Linked DNA regions of Mus musculus: region 2 is linked to region 1. A link is a contact called in public HiChIP or PLAC-seq data. All regions are on one chromosome and are shown on one strand. The core of a region is the stretch at or near the end of the contact, and the rest is flanking DNA. Distances in the headings are between cores, read along the strand shown. Region 1 overlaps Syne2 (spectrin repeat containing, nuclear envelope 2). Region 2 holds the start of Esr2 (estrogen receptor 2 (beta)).

Region 1 (2,808 bases), core at 217-2,716:
TGTCCCTTTATTCTTAAAAGCATCTGGCTCTGGCTTCTCACCTCTCTGAAAGAGCCCATGAGTCACAGCCACCAACAGTGCCCAGAGCACTGGATGAAACCACCAAGGAGGACCTTGACCCATGGAGGCAGACAGTGGCTGGTGGGCCTGTGGAGGAGACTTACCATTAGGTCTTTCTGACACTCCAGGAGGACCTGGCGGTCGGCCTCTGGGCTGGTGACATGCGCCTTCTGCCTGCGGCTCTCTGCTGTCGCTAGCCACAGGAGCAAGTCTTGACTCAGCTGGTGAAAGTCCTTCAAGAAACAACACTTGTGAGAGCCCCGTGCTTGGGGGGTGCTGAGAGCAGCACACACACACACACACACACACACGACTGAGGGCGGGAGTGCCCAGAAGGAGCTTGCTCGTACATCTCCACTAGTCAGTAAGCAAAGGACCAGATTTCAGTGACAGGCCAGGGGCTCAACCAAGGAAAGAAAAAGGCAGGGAGGAAGAGGGAGGCATCAGCTATAAACTGATACCAGCAGTGGGGGAGGCGGGGAGGGCGTGTGAAGACCAAATATTTAATCCACTTTCTAGATGCAATGGTTGTGGGATCCCACCCCACATGACAGGCCGTGATGGGCTCATGTTCCTAAAGATGGACTCAGAGCTAAGCGGTGGTGGAGAGCTAATGCATGCTCACACTCATGTGGGTTGGGTAGTAGGCCAGCATTAAACACATCACATTGTTCAGTCCTAAAAATGAGCCCTAGAGTCAGGCTCAGGTCTCAGAGGGGAGTGCTGATGTCCCAGAGTTTCAGGGAATTGCTCTAAGTATCAAACTGCTCCCGTATTCAGGGCTAGGCCTATGATTCTCTCTGACAAAAGGACAGACAGAGGCAGTTCCCTCAACCAGGTGGCATGATTGCTGCAACCCTTACTCCCAGGGTGGGTATGGGCAACAGTCCTGGAAATGCTAGGTAAACACGGGGTCATTTTAATGGCATAGGGATGGGAAGGGAAACTTGATTACTTCCTAGCTTAAGCCAGCCTGGGGATGGTAAAAATATCTGCAGTTCCTAGCGTATGGGCCAGGCTGCTGCCGGGACAGGGCCCTGGGCTGAGTCAACTTACCTGGCACTGCATGAGTGACTGCCGTAAGTCTCCTCGCCAGCTGTCCAATACGCCCTGGACCGAGTCCCAGGACAGGCTCAGCTGATGGAGTCTATTTTGGAGTTCTGTGGCTTCGGGGCTCTGGCTTGGCAGATATTCCTTGTGGCTCACATTGACGGAGACCATCAAGGCCTTGTAGGTATCGAAGGCTTTTAGTATCTCCTAGGGAAGAGATCAGGTTAGGGCTTCGGACACCAGGGAAGAGGGGCTCGTTTTGAATACCTGTAAGGGACAGACCTCCTCCACACTTCTCCGAGCAGTGGGCACCAGGTCGAGCGCGAGCTCGCCCGTGAGTGGCTGAGAAACATCAGCTGAGGGAGCTTGCCTTACAAGGTTAGTGAGCTTGGCTGGCCGGCAGGGTTGGGGAACCAGAGGCCTGCCTCTGACAGGCTTGACCGGAGGCATGGAGAGAGCCTGCTGACCTCCACAGTCCCTTCTCTGTCACTGGCTTAGGGATAGTTCTAGGTAAGACTAAAACTTTTCCAGATAAAGACTAGGTAGCTATCTTGTACTTGCCCCTAGGAGCCCTAGAAACACCACTCCTCTAGGAGAAATGGTAACCTCTGTATCCACAGTGGGAAAGCACAGACCTGGAGAGAAACTGGACACCCTCAAGACTCCTGTCTTGGGTTTCAGGACCTCAGACTTATCTGCTCAGGGGACCCCCAAAATGCAGGGCTCAAGCTGCCTGCCCCTCCCCTGCACCCTGGGCTGGTGCTCCTGAGGCCTAGGGGCTGATCATATGAGTAACAACACGTCTTTAATTGTAACACAGCGTAGTCACAGTAGTCAGACCACAGGATTCCTCAGTCAATGAGCTGATCTGAACCCTTCCCAGGAAGACTCCACTGCTGGTCTCATGTAGAACTACCACATACCACATACAACCTCAGAAGGTTGGCTTTACCCTGCCTGACGATGGCTACCACACCTAAATCTACAGTCCAGATCTTTCCAGCCCCGAGGACCTGAGTCATATCTCTACTGTGCTCTTCTAGGTTTGGGGATTTTCTGTAGACATTCTCTCATGTGAAAAAGAGAAACCCGTGTCTTGGTCCTTACTGAGGTAAAAGCCACTTTAAGCCCAGGTCTGACCTGTTTGTCCAGCAGCACAATGCTAACCCTGCGAGCCTATGCTGAACACCCCCTTCCCCCCTCCACCCATGGCTCCACTCACTTGCAGTCTCTTCACCCTGAGCGCTATTTCCTGGATGTCAGAGGGAGGCTCGGCCAACTTCAGAGCTTCCAGCTCGGCCTCAGTTTTCCCAAGCCAAGCAGCGATGCTGCCGATGTCAGACTTGAGCTGCTGCACGGTCTGTTTGAGCCTGAGCTTGCTGTGAAGCTCCTGCGCCTGGATCAGCTCCCACCTGTCGAAGGCACCTGGAATCCAAAGCTGCCGATTAAAGCAAGCAACAGTGCAAGCGGATCTCAGCCATGAGCGGTCAGTCAGCTTCGTAAAGGGAAGTCAAGGATGCTCCGTGGAGGAGCCAGAGTTCTCTGTCAGGAGTCTCCAAGTTCTGATCCAAGGCCCATCCCTCCACTCCCACAAAGGCTGGAAGGCAGTGGGGACAGAGGCCAAGGAAACCCAACCCGTGGCCAATAGGTATTCTGGCCTCTGGCTTGGTATTTTAGGTAGCGTTGCTGTTCTGATTC
Region 2 (2,980 bases), core at 335-2,834, 72 kb before region 1:
GCAGCGAGCTTTGTTTTTGTTTTTTTCGAGATAGGGTTTCTCTGTGTAGCCCCGGCTGTCCTGGAACTCACTTTGTAGACCAGGCTGGCCTCGAACTCAGAAATCCGCCTGCCTCTGCCTCCCAAGTGCTGGGATTAAAGGTGTGAGCCACCACCGCCCGGCAGCAGCGAAACTTTTGGTATAGCCTTTGCTCATAGTCTATAAAGACCGTGCTTCTCCACATATGTAGTCTGCGGTGCCTACCTGTGGCACTCATAAACCCGGGCCTCAGAAAGGTCCCCGAAGGCGTTTTGGTTACACCCAAAATGTTGAGGCTGACATTGTATAAGTTTCCCTCCAAATCCCCCCCGCCCCCCCCCCCCCCCCCGGTTTTCTTCTATTAGAGTACCGTCCACCAAGAATCACATTCTGGGTCTGAAGGGACATCTCAGCTGTTAAGATAGCTTGCTGCTCTTGTACAGAAGCCTAATTCTGTTCCCAGCACCCATACGCAGGAGGGAATCCCGCACCTATAGTCTCCGTAGACATCTGCACGCCTGTGTACATACCCATGTGTGCATAATTTAAAAGATAAAAAGTAGATCTTTAAAATCCTTCACAAACATCCCCGTGATGTGTGCGGATGGCTTGACGATTAATTAGGTACACCAGTGACACCAGGTTGGCCTACAGGTCATTTGTTTTCCTTTTAACTTTTGCCACCAAAGGCTGCCTTAAAGCCAGTTGTTTCCTCAAAGACTATAAGGTATGGTTTCAGCCTTTGTGTAGAAGGGTCACTTCCAGGCTAAGCGATTGAGCTGGGAGGATCAGATCTACCATCAGGGGGCGCCAGAGACCCTCTCCGCCCCTGTAAAAGCGCAGGCAGATTTTCTCCAGGTGAATTCCAGGAGGCTCGCGGGATCTTGGACCTAACCCATTGCCTTTTTTTCTTTTTCTTTTTCTTTTTCTTTTTCTTTTTCTTTTTCTTTTTCTTTTTCTTTTTCTTTTTCTTTTCTTTTTTTTTTTTAACGAAACAAAACAAAACAAAACAAAAAACAACTCGTTTTCTCTCCCGGCTTCCATCGCCAGCCGCTGATAGATGAGCGTTCAAACCTTCACCTCCAGCCCCATTGCCTTGCCTTTCTGGAGCACAAGCTAACACTCCCTGCAAAGGAATCTGCCTTCATTACTTCGTTATTACTGCTAATTTCGGTGCTATTACCCGAAACCGGGGCCTGGCCCATGCTTCTCAAGGAGAGTTGTCAAACTTAAGCATTTAATGACACGCACGTAGGTCAAAGTATGGAAACAGGATTAAGTGTGGTCCCTGGACGCACGCGGTTAAGTCCAGAATCCCTGGGGATCTGGTCAGAAATTCCCATTCCCGGGCCCCCATCTCGATCCTTCATCGTCAGTCTATTGGAAGCGGGGTGTCCCTAGAGGATGACTGTGAAGTGGCTGGAGGTCCACATCCAGTGGATCTGGTTGCACGGCGCGGGAGTGCCTGAGATCTCTGGCTCCCGGTTTGTGGTCACGTGGGCTTCTCAGCTACCCTCCCACACTCTTTCCAGGTCTTTAAAAGAAAGACGCACTAACGTTCGTTCGTTAGTCGTGGGCAGTCTTTGCAGCTTCTCCAGCTGCTGGCCCTTTTGAAAGGCACTCTCGGGTCCCTGCCTTCTCCCAGGCTTCTAGCATCAACCACCTCTTGAAACTTCCTGGGAGTAGAGGAGGTGGGGAGCTGGCCTGGAGGGAGCGGCTTGTGCGGCCACTGGCATCCCTTGGCATCCGGGTCTGCAGTAGAGTCTGGCAGCCGCCGCAGGCTGAGCGACAACCAGTGGCTGCGAGTCCCGCTCAGGGACCGAGGAAAGTACGTGTCTGCATTTAGAGAATGCAAAAGAGAGAATGTCCACCCGCTAGGTAAGTGTCCCTTTGCTCATAGTGAGGCTTAATTGACTTTGTGGGAAGCCGGCAGAGTATAGAACAAAAAAAAAAGGGGGGGGGAGGGTTGGGGCACGGGCATGTATGCAACTGTTCTGAACACTACCGGAAACAGAAATTTTTACTGACTTTTGGTTTAGTTATATAAATATAATTTCATTTTAAAGGAAGAAAATTCCTGTGGTTTTCCTAGCAGTGGATACGATGATGACGCTTCTTGCTTGAGTGTGGTGGACCAGGGAAGATATGCCTATCTTAGGCAGGTGATCATGGCTTGTCGACTGGCAATCCTTAGTCGTGTCAGAAATAGAGTTTAACTTCTTTCCTGGATAGTCTGAGAAAGATTAAATCTGATTTCTCTTATATGCTGAAGAGGAATCTAACTGTTGCTTCTTCCTGATTACCTGTGGTGACAGTTTCATAGTGGAAAGAGTGAATATTGGTATGTGTGTGTGTGTGTGTCTGTGTGTGTGTGTATAAAACAAAACTATGAATTTGAGCGCTATTCAGAAAGCAAGCGTGACAATTTAACTTAGGATTTAGAAGGCAGGTTTGTGTTTGGCACATAGTACCCTCGAGGAAAGATGTTTATGTCTTGTTCTATTTCAAGTGTTTTTGTAAGCATCACTTGAAATTTCATTGTTACTATAATGATCCGGCTCATGGTGGATATTTCCTCTCTCCGTGTAAATGTTATTTAAAGAGTGAAAGGAAAGATTAGAAAGAGGATATATAGTGACAACAAGAAGAGTGTAATCAGTAGCTTCATTTTCTTACCAGAGCAAGTCTGATTGTAAGGGTTCTCAACCAGTGGGTCGCGACCCCTTTGAGACACCCCCCCCTCCCCTCGATCTCCAAAAACATTTACATTATGATTCATAACAACAGCAAAATTACAGTTATAAAGTAGCAATGAAAACAATTTTATGGTTGGAGGTTAGCATAACACAAGGGTCTGTATTAAAGAAATTGCCCCACTAGGAAGGCTGAGACCATTTCTCTACAGCATTCTATATGAAGTAAAAGATGAGGTTTTATCAGTCAGGGTTAAAGCAGAAACTTT

What was found. HiChIP or PLAC-seq counts read pairs in DNA pulled down with a chosen protein or histone mark.
Region 2: an H3K27ac HiChIP or PLAC-seq map of heart atrium shows a contact between it and region 1, with 6 times the contacts expected there. The contact joins the promoter of Esr2 here to the enhancer-like site in region 1. A contact is called at or near these places in 7 of 39 promoter capture datasets (the 3T3-L1 cell line, HPC-7-derived erythroid cells, Sertoli cells and 3 more), 9 of 484 Hi-C or Micro-C datasets (the AML12 cell line, the HL-1 cell line, MC3T3-E1-derived osteoblasts and 4 more), 3 of 115 datasets of contacts at active chromatin or transcription factors (cardiomyocytes, embryonic stem cells and heart atrium) and 3 of 9 other capture datasets (adipose tissue, embryonic stem cells and pancreatic islet).

Annotation. Positions count from the first base shown.
Region 1 is chr12:76,103,474-76,106,281 of GRCm38.p6, reverse strand. It overlaps Syne2 (spectrin repeat containing, nuclear envelope 2), which reads right to left. Exons shown (of 116, transcript NM_001005510.2): 109 at 2,333-2,535; 110 at 1,117-1,317; 111 at 165-293. Among named protein-coding and RNA genes, the nearest start is that of Esr2, 72 kb to the left of the region's middle. Within about 2 kb of position 1,466, at least 12 of the 459 cell types and tissues checked have an H3K27ac peak or open chromatin away from gene starts, as enhancers often do. A contact at or near this core is called in cardiomyocytes and heart atrium, where this site is marked.
Region 2 is chr12:76,175,863-76,178,842 of GRCm38.p6, reverse strand. Esr2 (estrogen receptor 2 (beta)) reads left to right here and starts at 1,584. Exons shown (of 10, transcript NM_207707.1): 1 at 1,584-1,896.